6 separate regions of the Mus musculus genome follow, and all the other regions are linked to region 1. The links are chromatin contacts, called in public ChIA-PET, HiCAR-type and HiChIP or PLAC-seq maps. All regions are on one chromosome and are shown on one strand. Each heading gives the region's core, a stretch centred on a gene start, on an enhancer-like site or on the middle of the called end of the contact. The rest is flanking DNA. Distances are from core to core; before and after follow the strand shown. Region 1 holds the start of Mtap (methylthioadenosine phosphorylase). Region 2 has its middle 15 kb from the start of Ifnab. Region 3 has its middle 140 kb from the start of Dmrta1. Region 4 overlaps Gm12610 (predicted gene 12610). Region 5 overlaps Gm12610 (predicted gene 12610). Region 6 overlaps Gm12610 (predicted gene 12610).

Evidence for each region. ChIA-PET counts read pairs in DNA pulled down with a chosen protein or histone mark. HiCAR-type assays count read pairs that join an accessible place to other places. HiChIP or PLAC-seq counts read pairs in DNA pulled down with a chosen protein or histone mark.
Region 2: an H3K4me3 HiChIP or PLAC-seq map of bone marrow-derived macrophages shows a contact between it and region 1, with 4 times the contacts expected there. The contact joins the enhancer-like site here to the promoter of Mtap in region 1. A contact is called at or near these places in 4 of 484 Hi-C or Micro-C datasets (CD4 T cells, the G1E-ER4 cell line and embryonic stem cells), 2 of 115 datasets of contacts at active chromatin or transcription factors (astrocytes and bone marrow-derived macrophages) and 1 of 9 other capture datasets (liver).
Region 3: an RNA polymerase II ChIA-PET map of memory CD8 T cells shows a contact between it and region 1, with 56 read pairs. The contact joins the enhancer-like site here to the promoter of Mtap in region 1. A contact is called at or near these places in 2 of 39 promoter capture datasets (the C10 cell line and liver), 2 of 15 datasets of contacts at CTCF or cohesin (CD8 T cells and the NIH/3T3 cell line), 3 of 484 Hi-C or Micro-C datasets (CD4 T cells, the HPC-5 cell line and bone marrow-derived macrophages), 17 of 115 datasets of contacts at active chromatin or transcription factors (the 230-238 cell line, CD8 T cells, the NIH/3T3 cell line and 13 more) and 2 of 9 other capture datasets (adipose tissue and liver).
Region 4: an H3K4me3 HiChIP or PLAC-seq map of bone marrow-derived macrophages shows a contact between it and region 1, with 8 times the contacts expected there. The contact joins the enhancer-like site here to the promoter of Mtap in region 1. A contact is called at or near these places in 1 of 39 promoter capture datasets (the C10 cell line), 2 of 15 datasets of contacts at CTCF or cohesin (the NIH/3T3 cell line and large pre-B cells), 17 of 484 Hi-C or Micro-C datasets (CD8 T cells, ECoMG myeloid progenitors, Th2 cells and 12 more), 21 of 115 datasets of contacts at active chromatin or transcription factors (the 230-238 cell line, bone marrow-derived dendritic cells, bone marrow-derived macrophages and 17 more) and 1 of 9 other capture datasets (adipose tissue).
Region 5: a HiCAR-type map of astrocytes shows a contact between it and region 1, with 2.3 times the contacts expected there. The contact joins the enhancer-like site here to the promoter of Mtap in region 1. A contact is called at or near these places in 1 of 39 promoter capture datasets (cranial neural crest), 1 of 15 datasets of contacts at CTCF or cohesin (the NIH/3T3 cell line), 15 of 484 Hi-C or Micro-C datasets (the HL-1 cell line, Sertoli cells, bone marrow-derived macrophages and 9 more), 9 of 115 datasets of contacts at active chromatin or transcription factors (astrocytes, bone marrow-derived macrophages, cardiomyocytes and 5 more) and 1 of 9 other capture datasets (liver).
Region 6: a BATF HiChIP or PLAC-seq map of CD8 T cells shows a contact between it and region 1, with 9 read pairs. The contact joins the enhancer-like site here to the promoter of Mtap in region 1. A contact is called at or near these places in 2 of 39 promoter capture datasets (the C10 cell line and neural stem cells), 3 of 15 datasets of contacts at CTCF or cohesin (CD8 T cells, the NIH/3T3 cell line and pro-B cells), 5 of 115 datasets of contacts at active chromatin or transcription factors (CD8 T cells, bone marrow-derived macrophages, fibro-adipogenic progenitors and 2 more) and 1 of 9 other capture datasets (adipose tissue).

Annotation. Positions count from the first base shown.
Region 1 is chr4:89,135,591-89,139,355 of GRCm38.p6, reverse strand. It overlaps Mtap (methylthioadenosine phosphorylase), which reads right to left and starts at 1,986. Exons shown (of 8, transcript NM_024433.2): 1 at 1,832-1,986. The coding sequence starts at 1,864.
Region 2 is chr4:88,704,432-88,708,196 of GRCm38.p6, reverse strand. It overlaps the pseudogene Gm13282. Among named protein-coding and RNA genes, the nearest start is that of Ifnab, 15 kb to the right of the region's middle. Within about 2 kb of position 2,111, at least 44 of the 459 cell types and tissues checked have an H3K27ac peak or open chromatin away from gene starts, as enhancers often do. A contact at or near this core is called in bone marrow-derived macrophages, where this site is marked.
Region 3 is chr4:89,548,599-89,552,363 of GRCm38.p6, reverse strand. No RefSeq gene overlaps it. Among named protein-coding and RNA genes, the nearest start is that of Dmrta1, 140 kb to the left of the region's middle. Within about 2 kb of position 1,648, at least 27 of the 459 cell types and tissues checked have an H3K27ac peak or open chromatin away from gene starts, as enhancers often do. A contact at or near this core is called in CD8 T cells, effector CD8 T cells and memory CD8 T cells, where this site is marked.
Region 4 is chr4:89,506,441-89,510,205 of GRCm38.p6, reverse strand. The region is part of intron 7 of Gm12610 (predicted gene 12610); the gene reads right to left. Among named protein-coding and RNA genes, the nearest start is that of Dmrta1, 180 kb to the left of the region's middle. Within about 2 kb of position 1,960, at least 40 of the 459 cell types and tissues checked have an H3K27ac peak or open chromatin away from gene starts, as enhancers often do. A contact at or near this core is called in the NIH/3T3 cell line, bone marrow-derived macrophages, embryonic fibroblasts and 2 more, where this site is marked.
Region 5 is chr4:89,426,095-89,429,859 of GRCm38.p6, reverse strand. The region is part of intron 5 of Gm12610 (predicted gene 12610); the gene reads right to left. Among named protein-coding and RNA genes, the nearest start is that of Cdkn2b, 120 kb to the right of the region's middle. RefSeq lists an enhancer at 756-3,449. Within about 2 kb of position 1,754, at least 81 of the 459 cell types and tissues checked have an H3K27ac peak or open chromatin away from gene starts, as enhancers often do. A contact at or near this core is called in the NIH/3T3 cell line, astrocytes, brown adipocytes and 4 more, where this site is marked.
Region 6 is chr4:89,391,607-89,395,371 of GRCm38.p6, reverse strand. All of the region lies in intron 4 of Gm12610 (predicted gene 12610), which reads right to left. Among named protein-coding and RNA genes, the nearest start is that of Cdkn2b, 82 kb to the right of the region's middle. Within about 2 kb of position 1,856, at least 25 of the 459 cell types and tissues checked have an H3K27ac peak or open chromatin away from gene starts, as enhancers often do. A contact at or near this core is called in CD8 T cells, the NIH/3T3 cell line and adipose tissue, where this site is marked.

The DNA.
Region 1 (3,765 bases), core at 737-3,236:
GGCTAGTGTTAACCCCGAGTTTCCCTGTGTCTGCCTCTCTATTGGCAGGACTATGGATGCTGGTGTCTGCCACCAGCTCCCCAGCAAGGGTGCTGAGGGTCCAAATTCATGTTCTCACACTTGGGCAGCAAGCACTCCAGAGACGGAGCCACTTCACTCTCGCGCTAAGATATCGTTTTTATAGGTTATTTTGCTCTGGATAGGGACCCTTCCTGTTTTCTATGTGGGGTGCTGCCTTAGCAGTTTGTGGAATATGGTGTTGGCATCATGATTTTTTATTAGCAATGTTCTCACCTGTTGCAATCTCAAGAAGAGAACTCAGCAGGTATTCCGAGCACCATTTATATCTCTAAGTTTTATTTCAAAAGCTTGCCAAGATAAAAAAAATACATATCATTCAATATTTACATAGCTCTTTCTGCTCTTAAGTGGACCACATTCATTTTGCAGGGAAACTGTGTGTTGGGCAGAAGGCTAACCAGATTAAAGCAAATTCTTTCTGTTGAGATATGCTGGTCCTTGCACAGATAGTATTATCCTGACTGGACTGATTAAGTGTGAAGTTCTAGCTATTTGGTTTTACTCACATTGTGGGACAGAGATGACAAATAGATCTATCTTCAAATCACAGGCCTCTACCTCAGTGAAATTTCCAGCCCACAATATGTTAAAATCTCCACTTTATAAATAAGTACCTACTGTACCTTGCACATGAAGACCCTTTCTGCCCCGTTCCTGCTGACTGGAACCATGGCTTTCTATAAATGTAAATAATCCTTTTCAAAATGGAGAAAAGAAAAAGTTGGCCCCTATGACCGAATGCAGCAACCTCACCCTGAGTGGTTCATGAAGCCCTGCAGGGCCCCAGTATACAATGCCCTGGCACGCTGAAGGCTAAATGCAGAGATGGGCCTCTTGCAAGGGCATCAAACGGCACTGCAGGCAATCAAAAGGATGCCTGAAGAAAACTGTGCACTTCCTGTAGCATGGGTCAGAAATTCCTAAACTGAATCAAATTAACTGCGTTCTTGGCTAATAATAAACAGCCTAGAAAGGACTTAAACACCAGTGTTTCCTGGGCTCCGTTATTCCACTCTCTACCCATCAATCAGGATGTGTTTAAAACTCCCCAAGGGAGGCTCACTCCAACTCTCAGAACTCATGCTCTCATCTGGCCAGCTGTTCCCGGCGCACAAGAGTCCCTTGTGTCCAGATCTCTGGGGACCTAAGGCCTAAGAAAATAACTCTAACTTTCAAGGTTGGAAAGCGGTTTATAAGACAGAGGCCTCCAGTCTGAGAGCGGTCCGCGCTCTGTTTCAGTATTTAAAAAGTCTCAGAGCTCCCTCAGCTCTGCGCTGCCGAGGTAAAACAAAGCAAAAGGAAATCTAAGTTTGGAGGGGGAAATGAAGCCGAAGCATGCAAAAGAGCAAGTGCCAGCTCTCCCACGTGGGCCTAGTCAAAGTAGCGGAAGCTTAAGTCCCGTAAGACTAGAGGGACCGACGCAGCAGCCGCAGGAGCTGAGCCACGCGCCAGCTCCCGCCTGGGGGGGAGTGGTACTAAAAGAGGGTGGCAGCGGGGCGCAGTCCCCTCCATCATCCCGCTCCCCCTTCTATTACCCCACTCCCCATCAGAGCCCCGGTTACCACCGCTCGGGCCCGGAATGCAGATGAGTTCAAAGGCTGGGGACATCGGGGTGGCGCTGGGTGCCGCGCGCCCTGTCCCCTCCCTGCTGAGCGGTGGGTGGGGGGCGCTCCGGCTGGGGACACAGCCTGGAGGCTCGAGAAGGAACCCTGCAGGGCTGGCCCATTCACAGCTTGTAGGGTGATCTCACCTTCACCGCCGTGCAGGCGGAGCCCGAGGCCATGTCTGCACCAGGGAAGTCCACAGCGGGCCGCAGCGTGGGACCGGGAGGAGACTGCGGGGCCGGCGTGGCGCGGGAGTGAGCAGTGCGGGGACCCACGGGCTCTGGCTCCTCCTCTTCCTCCCGGGGAGCGCGGGATTGGCTGTTCTCCTCCACCCTCCTCCTCAAATCAGGTTCCCGCCTCCCGTCCCTCTTGCAGAGTTTTCGGCTTCTCGGGGCTTCTGTTGTTACTGTGCAGCCTGATGGCGAGTCTATGATCAAGATAGAAAAGCCACTTAGGATGTGCTTGTCACTTTGTCTTTTAACTGTTTCACAAGAACATGGTGAGGTAGCGCATTACTGCCAGTTCTGCGGCGACTTGGCTGCCCCGGTGGCCAGGGCTGTAAAATCAGGGCCTGCCGCATTCCTGGGCTTTGGGGAGGGCGGAGGGAAACTGAAGAGTGCTAGCTTGAGATTCCCGCCCCCCACAGCTCTGATTTACAAACTGGTTTATTTAGCTTCTGTTTGGCGGGGAGCTTTTAAGGAGGCAGGACCCTCCCCAACACCCAGCCTGATGCTACCAGCAAGGGGCATTTTTAAAATTCCTTTATACAATGGCTAGTGATGCAGATTTGTAATCCCACTCACTCATGAAGTCTGGTCAGCAAGCAGTATGGCAAGTTCAAAGTCTTACTTGGTTACAGAGTGAGTTCAAGACCATCTTGAGCAATATTAAGAGTCTATCTCAAAAATAAACAGAGGGCTTGGTATTTAGCTCAGCACTAAAGTGTTTATCTAGCATCCAAGGAGACACTAGCTTCAATCCTCACTCCAATAAAATAAGCAAAAATTAAAACAAAACTTTCTATGCCAGGGCAGCATACGGTACAGCAGGATTCAGGTCAGGACCTGTGTCTCTGTGATGCAATACCAGCAAGACCCACTCTGACCCCAGCGACCTTTCCCCTGGATACTCTCTCTGAGAGGCCCTATCCCTTCTCTACTAGGACAATTCATTATAGCCTTTGATGGTACAAGCTGCGCCAAACAAAATGCTGGGCAGCAGCTATCTTTTTTTTTTTCTTAGTTTATTTCATTATTTATATGTATGCACACACAAATACCTGCAGGTGTGTTTGTGTTTGTGTGTGTGTGTGTGTGTGTGTGTGTTTGTCCAGAACCCAGCCTGAAGCTGGAGTAACAGGCAACTGTGAACTGCCTGATATAGATTCTGGAAACCGAATTTACCTCTACAAGTGCTCTTAACCCCTGAGCCATCTCTCCAACCCTGGGTGACAGCTATCATTTTTTAAGGTTTATTTATTACTATATCTAAGTACACTGTAGCTGTCGTCAGATGCACTAGAAGAGGGCATCAGATCTCATTACGGATGGTTGTAAGCCACCATGTGGTTGCTGGGATTTGAACTCAGGACCTTTGGAAGAGCAGACAGTACTCTTAACAGCTGAGCCATCTCGCCAGCCCTGGGTGACAGCTATCTTAAGGGTGGTCCCCCGAGATATAGAAAAAGCTACAAATTTCTCTGTGGTTGGGAAGGAGCCAAGGAAGGAGATTCTGTTTTCTTCTTCTCAGCAGTGTTAACTGAAAGTTCCCAGAGAAAAGGTACCCTCGACTCGCATTCGACGAGGCCGATGAACTAATCAGGCTTGTGGAGAGTTGGAAAGTTTCTGGCCCAGAGCCTACCTTGCCCTGTCTTGCCCCACTAAGTGGTACTTACTATCTGCCTTTCTGTGTGCCTTATTGTCCTTGTGCCTATTGGGTAAATCTTTTGGAGTGTACAAAGCTAGCTCCCACCAATCCCAAAGGCGAGCCTCATCGGTAGCATCTGCAGCCTACACTCTATCCTTCCCTATAAGTCACCTGTGTGATGTTTTCAGGAATACATTCAAAGTGTTTTCCTGTG
Region 2 (3,765 bases), core at 862-3,361, 430 kb after region 1:
AAAGGACTCATCTGCTGCCTGGTAAACAGCCCTCCTAGACTCAGTCTACAATGACCTCCACCACAGCTCAGTGACCTGCAAGGCTGTCTGATGCACCAGGTGGCGGTGCAGGAACCTCCCCTGACCCAGGAAGACTCCCCTGACTCCCTGCTGGCTGTGAGGAAATACTTCCACAGGATCCCTGTGAACCTGAGAGAAGAAACACAGCCCCTGTGCCTGGCAGGTAGGTAGAGCAGAACTCTGGAGAGCCCTGTCTTCCTCAGCCAACTTGCTGACAAAATTGAGTCTTATTCTAACAGAAATGATTCTCACTGTCTGACATTTCAAACCTTCATTTGTATTGTAATTTTGAGATAAATCCATTCAATCGTTAGATAGTTTTAAGAGTATTAAGTTACATTGTTGTGTTCAACTCTAAGGGAATTTATTTTTTATAAACACAAAGATATATCCATAGGAACTACCCCAAAGGAAGAGTCCCAAATGGCAGAATTATGAGTTCCAAAAAGGCTGGAGAGTTGGCTCTCATCATTTTAAAGAAGCGCCACACCCAGGCTATTGTGCTGTGCTTACACAATGTGCTGGTGGGCATCATTGTCACATGCTTTCTACTGTGACTTCAGAGCATCCAATTCCTGGAACAGGGACACAGGATAAGGAATTCCTTTCCACTATCTCCTTTAATTCCCTCACTTTAAAAATATTACAGGACCTTGTGAGTCCCAAACACATTAACAGAATTCTCAGATCTTCAACATCACACATAGAAAAGAGTTCTTGACTAGCTGAAATTGCAAAATGAACCATGGGATCCAGTAAACAAGAGAAATGTATGCAATTCTAGGGCAAAGGGGACTGGAAACTATTAAAGGAACTGAAAATACAAAACCTGCAACACAGCTGTACAGAGAACATAACTTTGTGTTGAAATTCTTCTCTGTTTAGAGATGTGTGTGTGTGTGTGTGTGTGTGTGTGTGTTTGTGTGTGTGTGTGATGTTCAATCACTTCATTTTCTCCAAGCCTTAGTTTTCTCTGGATTAAAATAAAGTCAAAGTGCTTACATGGTTGTTCTGAACAGCAAACAACGTGCATTGTAAAACACTTAGTTATTGTCTTCCATACATAATATTTTAAATATGCTAGGTATCTGTTAAGAGCTGGACTGATCAAGTGAGGTTTTCCCTGAACCACTGATTTATGGAGAAGGAACACAGTGTGGCAGAGCCAATAATATGTTGGAGCCAGCGCCTTGGGAGAGCTGTGGCTTAGGACCATGAGAACCCAGTTCTTCCTACTCTATGGGACTATGGTGATGAGCCCCAAGGCTGCTGTATGCTCCGTCTACAGTGCTCTTGAGACACCCTGTGTCCTCCCTGTACAACACTGTTAGCATTTTGCTGACTTATTTCTATTTGTATGTTGGTTTCTGCTGACTACCATTTCTCTCCTGGAAATAGTATATACAGAGCTATACTCTTTAAGTAAGTTTGCTTGGCATGAGATATAGCTTGTGCAAATCCTTCAAACTCTTATATTCTCTATTTTCAATCCTTTATCTTATGATCTCCTGGTTCTCTCTCAGGACCCTCTCTCTCTCTCTCTCTCTCTCACACATCTCTCTCTCTCTCACACACACACACACACACACATACATACACACACACAACACCTGCTGTTCTAGATCAAGTATCTCCCAATATTTTATTGTATGTGAAATATTATAAAAATATTGAAAAATACTTTTCAATGTATTATTTTTTTCTCTAAAATTGTTAGGCAATGTAGCCACTACTCAGTAGCTGACTTCAAAGGGAGCAGCTTAAATAGGTAATAGTAGGTTTTGAAGTCTGGGGAGGCAGAGAAGCACCACAGGTCAGGAGAGATCTTCATTTGAAGGAAGACTCTTACATTTAGTTAGGAGATAGGAGGCTCAATGGGAAAACGTTTGGAGGAAAGTGCAGAAGGCCTGTGATGTTCAGTTAGTGATTGGATAGCTGTCACCTTTGCCATGTGACCTCTGTCATCTCTCCCTTCACCTTTCTGCCTGTTCACACATAGCTGCTTTCTCTTCCGTCTGGTTTCAGCTCAGCAGTTTCCCTAAAGAGCAGAAGCCACAAATAGAAAGCAGAAGTTCAATGAAACGTCTGTGTTTTGTGATGCATCTGCTAGAGAGCACTCCTAATAGCTGTTCCATATAATTTAATGCTGTACCCAAAGGAAGCTTGCAGGATGTAGTGCTTCTGGGTTAAGGGAAACCCAGGGAAGTGCTATGCCTGGAAAGTAAGTTTACCAAGGGCAGCAACCGGGACTGGGGCACATTCTGGTCATTCTGAAATCTCATCATTGAATGGAGATTTTCTTCATATTGCTGAGGATCATTTTTTTTTTTTTTTTTGGTAATCCTAACAGCTACACATTGTAATTGAAGGAAGACTTATAAAAATGCATCATAATATTAAAATATTTTACATATCTTAGTAGACATCTTCAGAGCATTTTTTTTTCCAAGAAAACACATCAAGGAAGAGTTCTGAAGAAGACTGGAAAACAGTCACTCCTCACATGGGAACAGCTCTTACTTTATATTCAGCTAGGATAAGACTGTAGATAGGAATACTGGAAGGCAGTTGGTGTCCTGTATCAAAGTGAAATATGCAGTATTCCCTTGAGGATTTAGACACTGAGCATACTTCTCTACCCTTATCCCCAGTGTCTAGTTGTCACAATCCACAGTAATCCGGTAAAATCAGAACTCTAGAAGCTTCTAATTAATCAATCAGATTTATGTATCAATAAATTCTTAATACACAAGATGCCCACACAATAAATTCAGGGCCAATTGATAATGATACAAGCTGCCCACCTAGATTAGACAAATTACCCCAATTACTCTATCCCTATATGATACCATATCTATCTACCTGTGGCTTTAAAAACACATGGAATCTGAATTATCCTGTTTATCCTCCATCTTGTTTCCTTCTTCCTACCTCTCTCCTCCATCTCCGTCTCTGCCCCTCCTTGCTCTGCCTCCCTTTTCCCTGTCCAATCACAGGCTTCTTGTTCTATAAATAATTTAATTAATTGGACAGGGAAAATTACCTTTATACATTACCTTTTCTGTTCAAATTTAAAACAAAAACTTTTCTCTCAAATATAAATTGAGCACTACTATTACCATTCTGTAATTTATAAGATATAAGGTAGACCTAACACCCAGCCCATCATTTTTGTCATTAAAATAGAACATTGTCATCTATCCTAACTTAAAAGACTTATACATTTGAATTATGTCCTGGCTTTAGATTGTAAATCATCTGAAAACCATTCTCTCAAATCTGTTCTCTCAGTGTAAGTAGCCTGGGTTGGCTATGAGACTATAAATAGTCTTTCAACCCTGTCAGAAATCTGAGAATACCAACATTAATTGAAAATATATAGGAAGCCTAACACAGCTTCCAGAACTGAGACTATTGTAGAGACAGCTGCCTACCTATACAGCCCCAGTAGGTCAGGAAGTTGGAGCATCAGTCTTCAGCCTTCTGGCCCAGGATCATCTGACAGACCTTCGAAAAACAGGAGCTATTAAGGACTAGCCTATTCTGTTTCTGTAGAACTAAACTGTCCTAACCATAAATTGTGTCCTTTCAAGAACAGTACAGGTCTGCAGGAGAGATTGGCAATTTTCTGCCCAGTGGCGACCTAGCCACAATGTCCAGCCTCACCTGGAGGTATGGATGATCAGCTGCTGCTTTGAATCTGCG
Region 3 (3,765 bases), core at 399-2,898, 410 kb before region 1:
TGTGTGTGTGTGCAGCAACAAAAACATTTCCGCTAGAAACAACCCATCAATATTTAGAAATAAATGTGTAAAAAGTGGTTTAAAGTGTCTTGGGCTTTAATAGTCCTGAAACGTCCAATTGTGTGCATAATAGATTTATGTACAGTGAACTTTCTTTTACCTTTTTTTTTTCTAATTTTCCCTAGTTTTGTGCCATGCATGATTCTAAGTTTAAGCATCTTTGGGGTTCTAGTTTTAAATTCCCCCCTCCCCCAGCTTTTTGGCTTTTTTTGCTTTACACAGTTGAGATTTGTTTTGTTTTGTTTTGTTTTGTTTTGTTTTGTTTTTGTTTTTGTTTTTCGAGACAGGGTTTCTCTGTTGTAGCCCTGGCTGTCCTGGAACTCACTCTGTAGACCAGGCTGGCCTCGAACTCAGAAATCTGCCTGCCTCTGCCCCCTGAGTGCTGGGATTAAAGGCGTGCACCACCACCGCCCAGCGCTTTACACAGTTGTTAAGCTTAGAAACTTTAGGAAATGGCTTGTCTGAGATTGGTTTATGTGTTTTTTCCTTGAAACAGTTGACAAGTTTGTTAGCCACATTTCAATGGGAGTATTAGAACTGCCAGCATGGGCTCGTAAGATAAGATGAGAGTTTTCTAATTAGGAGCCTTCCTGTTTGGTTAGCAGAAGCTACTACGCACTCGGTCTCCCTCATTCTAGTCACACAGTGGAAAGGAGGACAGCTCTGACTGGTCAGTGCTCTGCTCTTGCATGGGTTTGCAATGCTGCACTTCGTGACAGCCAGGTTACAGGCCATTCTCTCTTTTATTTTTTTTAAATTAATTTGTTATTTTATTTGTTTACATTTCAAGTGTTGTCTCCCTTCCCAGGTCTCCCCTCCACAAACCCCACATTCCATCCCCTCTCCTTTGCCTCTAAGAGGGTGCTCCTCCATCCACCCACCCACTCCCACCTCACCCCTCTAGCATCCCCATACACTGGGACAACAAACCTTCACAGGACCAAGGGCCTTCTCTCTCATTGATGCCAGATAAAGCAGTCCTCTGCTACATATGCAGCTGGAGCCATGGACCCATCCATGTATACACTTGGTTGGTGTTTTACAGGCCTATGATACTCTACCTTTTCATTGGTCTCAACAGGAGTAGAACAGGTCTGGGTTTTTGTTTTTGTTTTTGTTTTTTGGGGGGGCACTTTCTGAACCAGAGTTGAACTAAAGACCTGTTTTCTTTCTGTTTTTCTAATCATAGCCTTGCGTCTACATTCCACCTTGTCAGTGTAACAAACCAATTACCAGAGAGCTGGTTGGAGGCCTTTTCTTCAATGGCTTCTCTGAGCCAAGCAGAAGGAACACACTGGCCCATATGTATCATGTGTTACTCTAGCAGAGATTCCATGCTAGGCTATAAAATAAGAACTACAGTTTGGAGTGGTTTTTGTTAGAAGGTCTGCATTCCTGGCCCAGGGGACTTGGAGGGAGAGAGACTTCTGAGGGTAAGGGATAAAAGCCTTAGAGATAGATCTGTTGAAGCACAGAGGAAACAAACTTGACACATAAGTTTAAAATGCAGGAACAAAATGCAGGAAGCAGACAACTGACTACAAGCACCCCCAGAAAGTAGATCAACAGGAAACCACATTTTCTCACTTGTTTCAAAGTCTCGCCATTCAAACGTTCCCTTTGATCCTTGTACCCAAGCCTCATCAGCATGTTTGATGATATTGTGTTGATTGTTTTTGTATCTGTCCAGATTTATTATCATAAGCAAGCAACCTACTTACTTTTTTGTGTGTGTGGTGCAGTGTCCACCTTGAACAGCAGCCACAAACCAAGAGCCAAGAAGTTCTGAAGGCCAACTGCTATGAAGTAGATTTAGCACCTCGTGTACCTGTGAAAGGCCTTGGGCTAGCATAATTATTTGGTTTCTGAGTTCTAGAGTGTTTGAATAGCAAACGGCAGAGTTCATAAGAACCCCTGTTTCTGTACACACAGTGAAGGTGAAGTCCGGACTACTAACAACGAAGTAGGCGCTGCTCTTTTTGTTGAGGCAAGAGAAACTGTCAAGACAAGAGTGTATAGTCCTGAGTAAATGTGACTCTGGGAAGGACAGATGTCACAATCCATGCTCCTGCTCAGTACCTGAGAAGGCAGAGATAGGCTCAGGCCCTAGAGGGACCACTAAATCATGTTCAGCAGGCAGTAAATGAAAAGTTGTAATGTGTTATGTTTCTCACAGAACCTAGGAAAGTGGAGACTATGATTGCCCATTAAGGGAGTTAAGACATCTTATAGAGGAGGGTCCATAAAAGGGTTTTGGTTTGTGTCTCAGTGAGCTCTCCACTGAGCATATAGTCTTTGTACTTTTTTCAATTAGTATTTGATTCACAAATTCGGCCCAAAATATACTGACTGTGAACTAATAAACTCTTGGAGTCAGAAGTCCTTTGACAGACTTTTGAGGCATTGATGAGCCCGTCCAGTTTCCAAGTTTTAGGAGTGTAATTTAGCTATGTGTTATACCCAGAATAGAGACCTGAAGGCTTAGACATAAGTAATCTAGGTTTGGAATCAGAAAAAGGGTTTGACTTATGCCATAACTCAATGTGTTTTATAGAAAATGAGTCCTGCCTATTAGAGTCTCTCAAAGACTGCCCCTGATATGACAAAATGATGTGTTTGGCAAATCCTTTTAAAGAGTGTTTTATAATCTCATTGTTAAGACTCATAAGAGGGATCCATCTGTTGGTGTGAGTTCTATCTGTATTTAAGTCACCAGAATGTAGGGAATTTTGACAGCTCCAAGTGGCCTTCTGTTACTGCCACCTTGGCACAACTTACATAGGTTCCATTCACACTGATGGTTGGGGAATAGGGATTCAGGAACAAAGAGGAAATAGGAGAGGGTCAAACAGAAGTTTTAAAACCAGCATGCAGTGTGTCTGGGTGTTTTAAAAGCAGCATCCAGTGTGTTTAGGAAGACAAATGAAGTGAGCTTGCTGGTAGTACAATGATCAGACACCTAGGACTAGGCTTGTACTGTGATGGCAGACTTAGAGTTCTAAGAAAATTTTAGAAACTGATCTCACTCCAAATGAAACCTATGAGGCTACCCCATATAACCAGATAAGGAGTGAATTTTCTAAGTAGGGAGCTGATGCTTTCTTATCAAGAGGAAAACATGAGAAAAGATTTTTGGAAAATGGTGGAAAGGTTGTGGGTGCACACGAGGGGACTCGAATCAAGTATTGAGGTCTTGAGTCTATGAGTCTTGGGAATTATGTTTATACGTCCAGGAGTCTTCTTGAACAACAAGTGCCCAACCCTTATACTCATCCCTGATCCCTGATTCTTGATGAACTTACACGGGACAAAGAAGGGTTCAGAGACACAAACGGTCTCTGAAGCATAACTGCCATGCAAGTAGCTAGAATCTGAGATGCTCTAATGATACAAGAACATCCTCAGATGAGCACAGTCTCGGGAGGCCTGGCTGAGGAGAGAAAAAAAGAAACACAAGAGAAATCTGGCCCACCCAGCAGCTGCCCCTGGATCTGGAGAAAGAGAACTAGACAGAAGACAATAGCCCTGCAGCAAACCCATCAGTCTCCAGGGTTTAGGTCCCAGCAAAGTGCTGCCTTGAAAGGATGACATTGTGACTGAAAGATCTGTTAAACATTCTGGGAACATCACCCTTTATCATGGCAGGACTTGTCTTCAAGAAGACTGGATTTCATTAGTGTTGCCTAGCCCAGATATTGTGGCCTC
Region 4 (3,765 bases), core at 711-3,210, 370 kb before region 1:
CAAAGAGCACCAGATGTCATAAATGCATCTGAAATCCGTTGTCTGGCACCGCAGATACAGGAGGGTGCTTCTCACAGAGAGTACACGTTATTTTTTTCTCAAAGGCACTGCTGCATTACGCCTCAGTAAGGCACTGTGTTGTGCTCCGGCTTCATTTAAATGTAACGCACATCTGTCACCACACTGGAAATGTGAATCTAACAAAATTCCCCCGGGATAATAGATGACCAAGGGATCTCAAAGAGGGTTAAACCAAAGGCACACTGGACATGGTAGTATGCAACCTGTTTTATTTTTTTTTCTTGGCATATTCAAACAACACACCTCCCCATCTTCCAGGGTAGGCCCCACATCCTCCTATGCCACCCTGTACCTCCCATGCACTAGGAACAATGATGGCCACGTAGAGTATTTTCTTCCAGACGTAGGTAAAGAAACAAATGAAGAAATAATTACATGAGGAAAGAAAGGAAATGACAAATGAAGAGAGGAGATGCACTGTTTGGCCAATCGGTATTTATTCTATGACTACAACTTTTATGGTTATTTTGTGTATAGTCACATCTTGCAACTAACAATAAGCCTATGAAGTTTGACTCTGTACAATGACAATGCCTTGGCTAAATTTAGCCCCAGTAGTCAGATGAATTTAAAAAAACTTCCACACATATTGAAATATTTCTGAGTTGTTGAAGATTAAAAAAAAATCAGATTTTCAACTAAGGAACCTTGATAATGGGAAAATAGTCTTCCCCAGGGAAGGGCACACTAATTATCCAATAACCAATTATTGCTTATGTAACACGAAGTGGTCAGCCCTGAACGCATACGTACAAGTAATATTAATCAGGTTGAGCAGTTGTACATATATATTTAGGAATATATATGTGTGTGTGTGTGTGTGTGTGTGTGTGTGTGTGTGTGTGTACACACACCAATCATGAATAAAAAAGACATCATGAATCTGAGAAAGAGCAAGCAAGGGTTTATGGGAAGCTTTGAAGGAAGGAAAGGGAAGGGGGAAATGATGTAATTAATTATATTATAATCTCAAAAAATATAAGAACTAATTTTGCAGCATTAGGTTTGTAGGAGTTGCAAACAACTCATAATGAAAGATGAGAGATACTTTTGAAATGTTAAGAGAGAATTCTTGGGAAGTTAACACACATAAATAAGTGCGTAAATGAGCAAGAGAAAAAGCCAAAGCAGGTGGGCAGGTATAAACTGCTGGGGCTGGAACAGAAAAGAGACGAGAGAAGTTCCGGGGGGAAATGTGTCTATATGATGAAGTACCTCAGTTAGTCCTAGGAGGGCTCAGAATGAGGGGCCTGACCTGAGATGGCCTGCTCTTGAGAGAAAGCACTGATAATGTGTAGTAATCAATTGGCACATGCGCAGGAAGACAGGAAAAGAATGAAGAAAAAGAAAAACCTTGAGGGGCCAGCAAGGCCAGCTGGGGAAAACCAGCAAAAATACGGGCAGCAGAGTAGAAAGACAAATGTGTGGAGCCAGCGCTTTATGCCTCTAAGGCCATTTGCACTTAGCAGTCCTAACAAACCAAACGTGTTAATCATTTCCTTATGCTTCCCTGTGGATTTTACCACCTCCTTGCTTGCTGTCTGCTCACTGCAGGTGCTTACAAAACACTTGCCGATTGAAAGGGGGAGGGGGATGAGAGAAACTGATGGAGATTTTTTGTGCAGCTTAGGTGAACCCCTGTGCAGGCTTCTTTAAGGGACCCAGTAGACCTGTGTATTGTGTTGAGCTCATTTTGTAGTAGCCCAAGCAAAGAAATTCAGTAAGATTGGCTTCCCAGCCTGGACAAAGCTGACTGCTTAGCTTTCTCTGCAAGTGTAGTTGTTTGACTTATAAACAGATTGCCCTCTGCTTTGCTTCATGGTCTGCTGCACGGCAGAAGAAATGTCTGAGATTGCATTTCTGTTGTGACTCATCTCAACAAGGAACACTGCAAGACAGACACCAGACACCTCGCAATCCCCAGAAAAATGAGCAAGGAGCCCATCAGGCCATGGTACAGAGTAGAAATGCAGGAACTTCATAATGAGGCTGGTTTTTTTTTAAAAAAAAATTAATAAAATGAAAAAGAAGAAGGAGGGAAGAGAGGAGAGGAGGAGGATGAAGAAGGAGGAGAGGAGAAGAAGAGAAACACACCTAGCAGTGTAGAAGAGGGGGTAGTAAATGACAGGACAGTGTGGGTCCATTTCAGAGAACTTTTCTCTTAAAAGACTGTTTATAATGGCAATGTATATAAATTCTTTTTATTTTTTCTTTTTATTTTTCCTGGAGCAAGTTAAAAAGGTACCACTCTCTCCAAAGAGGGGTATTCCTAATTCGTCAACGTGATGGCATGTCGCATAACCTCAAAATACACCATTACTCATTTATGTGGTAGCATAAAAATTCACTCATTTATTGATCAAACCAAAAGGCTGCTTACTTTCTCCTCTCTTCATCTCTGATGAGCTATGTCATAGGATGTCTGCAAGCATCAAACAGGATTAGGCAAGATTAATTTGATCAGAATCAGGACAATATTCTAGCTACCCAAAGAAACCCTCTCAGGAGAAGGTCATCCAACAGGAAACAAAAACGGAAGCTTTGTAGAGTGATTTTCTTTTGAAAAATGAATGTGTATCTGAGAAAGTCAGGGAAATTCTGAGAGATCAGAAGTGACGAGAAATCACATAACCACAGAGCCATCCAAGGACCAGAATCAGCATTTGCCTTGTGGGTCTTTGTGATTCAGGAGGACCTAGGACTCCATGCCAATAAGTTGAAAAACAGCCCCGAAGCTGGGATTCCCAAAAGACAATGGTGTCAAAGGCACACTGAGCAACTCTCCCATGTCACCCTTGTAGCCAGTGTGTGAGAAAAGAAAATCTGCATCAGACACCTACAGGCAAAATCCTTCAACCAGAGAAATCAAAGGGCCTCGAACCACCATCTCTGTGAGGATCCAGTAATGAAAGTAAAGCTGAAATCCTAGTCTGAAAGATTACCAGGTTTTTGGTGCCATCATGCCCCTGACAGCAGTAAGTGACCAGCTCAAAGCAAAGGTCCTTACGTGGGCTCCATAGCCCCTTCCATTCACAGGATCTATAAAATGGAGTAGGGAAATGCTATGTATTTGTTTTTATAACTGGTGTCTCATAACTTAGTATTTCTGACTATTATGAGAAGAAAAAGCAGAAATTGTGGTCATTAGAATAATAACGAGCATTTTCTCTAATATGTCAGATATTTTCATATTATGACAACTGTTCTAATTACCACTAAACATCATTTGTGCTTATTAGGATTCTATTACTCATTTTAATCAGCTTAGGGCCTCTTGTTATTTTATGCATTTATTTTTTAAAAAATGTACATGGTCATCAGTCTTCATATCAGAGGCCTGCTTAGGAAATAGAGGCAGGAACTGCAAGTCTGAGACTAGCCTAGACTACAGAGTAAATTCAAGGCCAACCTGGGCAACTTAGTGAGACACTATCCTACAAAACAAAAAACAAAAAACAAAAAAAAAAACCTAAAAACAGGCTTGAAGATTTAGCTCAGTGATGGAATGCATAGTCACTGTGAGGCTCTAGGGTCAATGCCCAGTACTATAAAATATGTATATGTTAGTACACCAGAATGGGCTTTTACACATGTGTGTGTTTGTAGCTATATTTCAGAATGATTAGCATCTATTATTTATTATTTATTGTTATGTATTATTTGAAGCATTCATAACAAAGCCAC
Region 5 (3,765 bases), core at 505-3,004, 290 kb before region 1:
TAAAGAGCCATGAACTGACTTATGTCTGTGGATGCCACAGAGTCAAACAGCTTTCCTTAAGTCTATAACTGGATACTTAAGGACTCAAATATAAAGTCAAAATGTCTAGATTTATTCTTTGTCTCCTAGCTGCTATTTCATCTGTCTAGATGTCTGTTTCTTCTGAATGGAGTTACAGTGAAACTTCCATTTGAACCACAATGCAGACATGTATATACACATTCTATGAAAGCTCTTAGATTTTAAATTAATCGCTCTAGCATTGCTGTGATGCAACAGTAACAGATTACATGAAGAAAAAGGATTTGCTTCAGCTCATGGTTTCAGGGAATTCAGCCCATTGAGGCAGAGGCAGAAGCACTCAGCTCACACCATGGCAGGCAGAGACAGCAACAGAAGACTATCATGGAGAAGAGGCACCTCAGTGACCCACTTTCTTCAGCTAAGCTCCAATCTCAAAATCTACAGAAACTTTCCAAATATTGTCATCAGTTGGAGACTAAATGCTCAAAATGTGAGCCTATGGGTACATTTAAGATTCAAATTTTAACAGCATTTGACAGGAGTTTTTATTCTGTTGTGGTATATATTAAAATATTGGTTATATTGTATATCAATTTTTTCTGTTTCTTTGTGTGAACTATTAGTCTTTTGGAAAAAAATAAAAAATAAAAAAAACAGCAGTAAACCCCTGATACCTGATGCTTTGGATGTGAGAAAATATAACTTTGAATGAATAGACAAATAGGTAAAGGGCGCTGAAAGAACACGCCATCCTTGTAGGAGACGTCACATGGAAGAGAACTCAGGCTCATGGGGAATTTAGAGTTGGTGGTATGCTACTGTCCCCATCCTATCCAAATCCTGTCTCTTTCTTAGTGACATTACCATTCCACATAGGCAAAGCTTCAAGACTGCCTTACCCACAAAACCATACAGCTTTCTTGGGCATCTTTAAGAGGACAATGGACAGTCCAAATCAGATGGGCTGGGCTGTGAGGAAAGCCACTGCCACCAATGTCATATAGATCCCCTTTCTCCTTCTTGCCATTTACAGCATGTTATCTGGATGCCTGACCTTGCCAAGCAAAATCTAGTTAATCTTTACAGTGCCATTCCCCTTTATGGCCTCTATGATATGGCAGTGCCATATGGTGGCAGTGCTGTGGAAAGGACTCTGCTCTTAGCTGGTGAGCAGGCTTGTGCTGCACTAAGCAAATAATCTGCCTCTTGCATCATCCATCACATCCCTGCTCAGTGGAAGACACATCCACCTCTACTAAGGACACGAGAGAAGAGGCTCTACCATAAGTTTCTACCTCAGTATACACATGTGCATATGAATTCTCACTGAAAGAGATGGCAGACTGGAGATATTGCTGCTGAGTTGCAATACCTGCTAGTGGAGCCCACTGCTGTCACAGACCAGCAGTACCATTCAAGGACACCTTGATCTCAGTATACAGAAAACTCTCAGTCCACCAATCAGGTCTTCAATCTGTTCTCTAGGTTCTCTAGGTTCCGCTGACTAAAATCCAACAAGCTGGCCTTAGAAGCAAATGCGGGATCTATCTCACTGTTGCTGTGATTACAGGTTGTGTGTTTCTCGTAGCTTTAATCATGCCTACATTCTTTCTCAGAAGGAGCTGTTTGAAGCCTGCAGAATGCTGAGGTTTGGACACATTTCTGAGGTAGCCACCACAGCTTCTGATTGGACAGCCACTCTCGGACCATGTAGGCCTTTTGCTGTTGACTCACCAGAGGGCAGCAACTTGGCAGCTTGATGTCAGCGTGCAAGAATGTCAGGCTGCTCTCTCCAGGCAACCACCCTCTGGCCGCCAACAACTCCACACTCAACCAAGAGCTGAGCAAGGCTGCCCAGGTTTACACTCTGGCAAACCCCCTGCCTGGGCTTTTCACTGCCCTGGATTTCGTGCCACAGCAAAAGAGAAACAAAAGCAAAGGAACAAACAAAAAGCCCACACCTTAGTTCACATCACTAAACCCTAGTTGTGACGGGAGTGTGTATGAGACTGGGTATGGTTGTCTGTATAGCTCTCTGCAACACACACACACACACACACACACACACACACACACACACACACACACACTTTTCCCAATAGGAAGCACTAGAATGCAGGATGTAATCTGTCAGGATGCATAAGTAAGATTTCTAAATTATTGAGCATATAGAAATACGTGCTACTACACTCCCGAATATTTGATTTGCCTCAAATTCCTCATAGCTCTGACTACTCTGACTGAAACCTTCACTTGGACTTAGGACTGTCTGTGAAGTGTTTTATAATCCCATGACTAGATTTTTTTTTAGGGGGAGTGGCTTCCTGGTGCTCATGTGGCATGGCAGAGTTGTCAGAGAGCATGCAGCCTGGCTCTGTGTCTACTCTTGAGCATTACCTAGATTCACATCTTCTGTGATCTTAGTAGCACCCCCTCATTCAGGAAAAAAAAGAGTCAGAGTCATGTGTCTACATTCATTAAAATGCCCGTGCTCACAGAGTATTTTCGATGGTTGTAATTTTAGTCAACTGAAAGCAGTAAACCTATTAAAAGATCTATGGATCCATGGCCAAGGTCAAGCAATTAACCACATTACACAGTAAACCAAGGTTGAATTAGTGATTCACAGGAACTAAGTATTCCCTGACTCAGTTTGCTAATGTGTGGAAGTCCAAAGATTAAGGTTATTTGATTCTTATAGCAAACCAGGATTGAGATAAAAGTTCCCTCTTTGGTCTTGTCTTCATTTCATTTCTTTACCCTGAGGAATGGCTACAACTTCAACTTCTCCATTCTGTCTGTATTTTCTAGAACTGTCCAATCTGGCTAATGCAGTGGGTAGATCACCCCCCAAAAATATTTCCATATCATAATCCTCCAAGTTTACTAATATGATTTTTATATGAAAACTTAAGAATTAACTTAAGATGAATTAACTCAGTTAGTCACAGTAGGCAAGAAATCCAATAATAAATGTCCTTATAGAAGCACACAGAGAAGAGGCTGAGAGAAAAGAGATAGCAGAAAATACAGTGAGGTAACTTCCAGATGAAAACTTCCTGAAGACACTGGAAGTTCAGAAAATTCTCCTATATAACCTGTGTGGATGGCAAGAGCCTGCTGATATCCTGACTGAATTTACCACCCCTACAACTCTGCATTGATTTCCACTGCCTTAAAGCCATGGTGTTTGTAGACACTGGATGATAGATACAGAGAAAGAATCCATTACAAACTCTATGTCATGTAAAGAATAATGCAGGCAATGCAGGTCTAGGTGGAAAAATGATGCTATTAATGTCCTGCATGAATGTTCATGAATCAACGAGTCATGGTACATGATTGCAGGAAGCCTGTAGTCCCCAAATCCAGGAGATGTGAGCAAGACAGCCATTAATTACAGGGCCAAAGTCCTTCCCACTCAAACAAACAAAAAAGGAAAATAATGTAATTAATTAATTATTCAGTATGACAACTGACAAATTGAAAGTCAGGTCAATAGCAAAAAAATACTAGCAGGTTCAGCAAAAGCAGTCCTGTCAGAAAGCAGTGCCCATCCATCATTACTCCTGCTGACAGCATGGCTCAATCTGGATAAATCTTGCCTGTTTTACTGACCTGTTACTTTAAATTTCTTGGAGCTTAAGTGTTGGTTCAAAATCCAAACAGGCAAATGGCATTTTGTGGGCCTGACCAAACATACTTAAGTGCTGAGATGTAACCGCAGTGGCCAGCTGTGGT
Region 6 (3,765 bases), core at 607-3,106, 260 kb before region 1:
ACCTGTGTGCCTAACACCAAGAAGCACTTGGGTGCCTCAAGTGTCAACTAAAGGCTGGCTGCACCATTTCAAATACTTCTCCTAACTCTATCTTTCCAACTCACACAGGAGTTCTCTCACAAATCCACTAAATTTGTCACCTGGAGAACTTTCCAGAGAAACAGGTCTGGATAATTAGTTCAAAAAAAACCTCAAGACATATTGCATCATTATGTCATTTTCTCATTCTTTATAAGATACAAAAAAATTCAACAAGCTGTGGAATAACAGTAATAACACAGGAGTGCGTAAGTATAGGCACAACTCACAAAAGTAGATATTACAACTCACTTGGCAGTTATCGATCAGGTGGGTAGCAAATACCTGTCATGTTAGCACTTGAGACGTGGAGACAGAAGTCATCCAATAAAAGGAAGGAGAAGAAGGAGGAAGAGGAAAGAGAGGGATGGAGGGAGGTAAGAAGGGAGGAAGGGAAAAGTTACATACATGATAAAATATAAATCTAGAAAAAAATATGGCTTTAGTTTAAATATAAAAGGTTCCAGGCATGGTGGCACATCTTTGATCCAGCATTTAGGAGGCAGAAGCAGGTGTATCTCTACGAATTCAAGACCAGCCTGGTCTACTTAGTGAGTTTCAGGCTAGCCAAGGGATACACAGTGAGACTATCCCAAAAGAAGGAAAAACAGAGACAGAGAAATACAACAACATACATACATACATACATACATACATACATACATACATACATACACACATATGGGAAATATAAATGAAAAAAGAATACACACTATAGTCAGGGATTGATTCTGAGTGGTGGAAATTTTCCTGCTTATTAACATTTTATACATTCATTTATTGTTTTGTTATGGTTTTTAATTGTAGGTGAGTGTTTGTAGGTGCTTTTAGATGCCCTGGAGTTGGAATTACAGCAGTTATGAGCTGCCCAACATGAGTTCTGGGAATAAAACTCTGGTCTTCTGCAAGAGCAGTCCACACTCCTAACCATCAAGCCATCTCTCCAGCACCTACATTTTATATTTTAAAAAGAAGTAGGTAAATATAAAACAACACTATTTTTATATCTTATACTCATAAATTGAATGATGAAATGTGGGCTTTGTGTTTTAAAGTTTCATATTTTCAGATAATGAAAACTTCACTTGAAAATGAATAAAAAGTGTTAGCACGCTGAAAAACCATAGTACATTTTTGGAACGTTTCTGGGTTGGGCTCAGCCAACCTTTCTTCTATTTTCTCAGTCAGGTAACTGTAAAGCTATGGACCAGCAGTCTGGTGGCCTGTGGTCATCGTAGCTGTTAGATAACTTCCTTGACAGTCTGAATATGTTGCCCTTTTCTTGTCTACGTTATAGACTATGCTTAACAGGACACTGGCTCTATCATCTATCAGGCTTTTTCCCAGCTGTCCATTTCCACGAAGTGATGTAAAACGCAGGACCACACAGGCAAGAGCTGGTTTTAATTGTTAAACATTTCCCATTGTGTTTGGTCTCCTCTTCCTCCCTAGTGGTCTCCATGAGAACTCCTCTGAAAAGAGCTGCTCCTTCAAGCCTTCCAACGCAAATAGGAGCCAACTCCTACAGCATATCCTTCAAAGAAACAGGTCACAAGCCAGTATTGGCCTATGACATCTCAGAACCTCAGAAGAAAACAGATGACAGCTTGACCACAGAGAACATAGAAAATATCAAAGGACCCTTGTTACTGTCTCACAGTGGCCAAGATACTCTTAAGTTTCTGTTCCAAAATATCTTGGCAGCCATTTTACCCTAGGGAGGCAGTGAGGGGAAAGTTTGTTCTTGCAACATTACCACCAGGCGAGGGGGGAAAACCCCAGTCTTACACACACAAACAGGACTCTACCTCTGACTGAATACACCCAGGCAAACAGACATTCCTGATATTTCTTGCCTTCTGTTGTAGCTCCTCATCATCATTTCTCAGAAACTAAAACCACAAGGTACCACAAAGGGATATTTTCAGAGCTGTAATGTGGGCACCTGGCTATTTCACCTGCTGTAGGCGGTTTCAATCAAATCCATTTCTGTAAAGCAATGCTGTCCTAGATGACTGTACTGAAACCCCATCAAAAGTGCTGAGTGAGGGGTGTCAGGATCCCTAGAAAGACATTTTGACAGTTTTCAAAAAAAAAGTCTAATGAATGCAATATAAGGGTATGTGAACATAAGATTAAGAAGCAGGCTAGATGGATGGATAGATGGATGGATGGATGGATGGATGGATGGATGGATGGATGGATGGACAGACTGTTGCTGTGTCAGTGAAGAAGGGTCAGGCTGTCTCAGAGGAATGCTGACCTGAGCAAGGGAAAGAAACAAAGAATAAAAGCATCTGCAGGCAATTTCAGTTCTATAAAAACAAATGCACTTTGACCTCACTTTGGGTTAATAGCTGAGCATGTATGGAATTATATGGAAGAGAGCCAAGCCTTCTAAAAGCACCACAAATCCTTTCCTTGTTTAAAACAGGGAAATCCCACCCTCTTAGCTCTCCTCTTTTTTCAGAAATTAAGCTTCTGAAATTAAATGATCTCTAATATTTGCATTATTCACTGACTTCTTTGAATTTTAGCAAAGAGAATGAATCAGTGCTTTAAAAAAAAAACTACAAAAAAAAAGTCTGATAGAAAGCCAACTGGAAAATTTCTCTGGCATTTGTGTTGCTGTCTCCCCAAGAAGGCTGGCTACACTGTGGTCTTCCCTAGCTCTCTCGTGGGATCCGAACAATCGTAGGAAAAATCTAAACCAATCATTAACACTTTTCATTTTACCAGACCATGGGGAAACCCCAAGATTATACACATCTCCTTTCCTGAAGGAAATTGGAACCCTAAAACACTGAGTAAGAATTGGGGAGCAATGGCGGTACATGCCTTTAATACCAGTACTTGGAAGCAGAGGTAGGCAGATCTCTGAGAGCTACACAGAGAAACCCTATCTCAGAAAACAAACAAAACACTGCCTAAGAAAGCCTCAGCTAAGATTTGAAAGGATTTTAGAACAGATTTACAGAGAAGGAAAATGCACACTCATCCCACATGGGGAAAAAAATGTGCAGGGGAAATCATTAAACGGAAAAAAAAAAAGAAGTATGTGGAATACACATAATCTACAAGGGCTGGAGATATGAGATGACTTTAACAGTCAAAAGCACTGGCTGCTCTTCCAGAGTACCTTCAGAGCTGTGTGCTAACTCCAGTTCCAGGGAATCCAGTGTCCTTTCCTGGCACCAGTCACACATGCTATATATACATATACGCAAAGGCAAAACACCCATACATGTAAAAAATACAATGATAAAATATTTTAAATTCATATATAATCTACAATAATTTATTAAAAGGGAAAGCCTCCGACTTTCTCCTGACCTGACTAACAAGGTCTACTGCTTGTTGGATTTTGAGACACACCTCCAGATTCCACACGCCCTTTATCTCTCCTGCCCTGAATGTATGCAGCACAAACTGCCCCATCAGGAAAGGACCTAACTGCTTCAAATGGTGTCAAGTTGGGAAGAGCTTTGTTGTTGTTGTTGTTATTGTTCTTGTTGTTTGACTTCTTTTTTAAGTGAAGTATTTCAGGAAGCATTATAAAACGACTCAAACATGAACAGGAAGAGGCAAAAATGCAGATTTCAGTTAGTGGTAAGTTTCATGAGTCAAATGACTAGCAGCCGCCAAACACTGGTTTCACAAATCCTGAAGGCAAGAAAGTCACGTAAC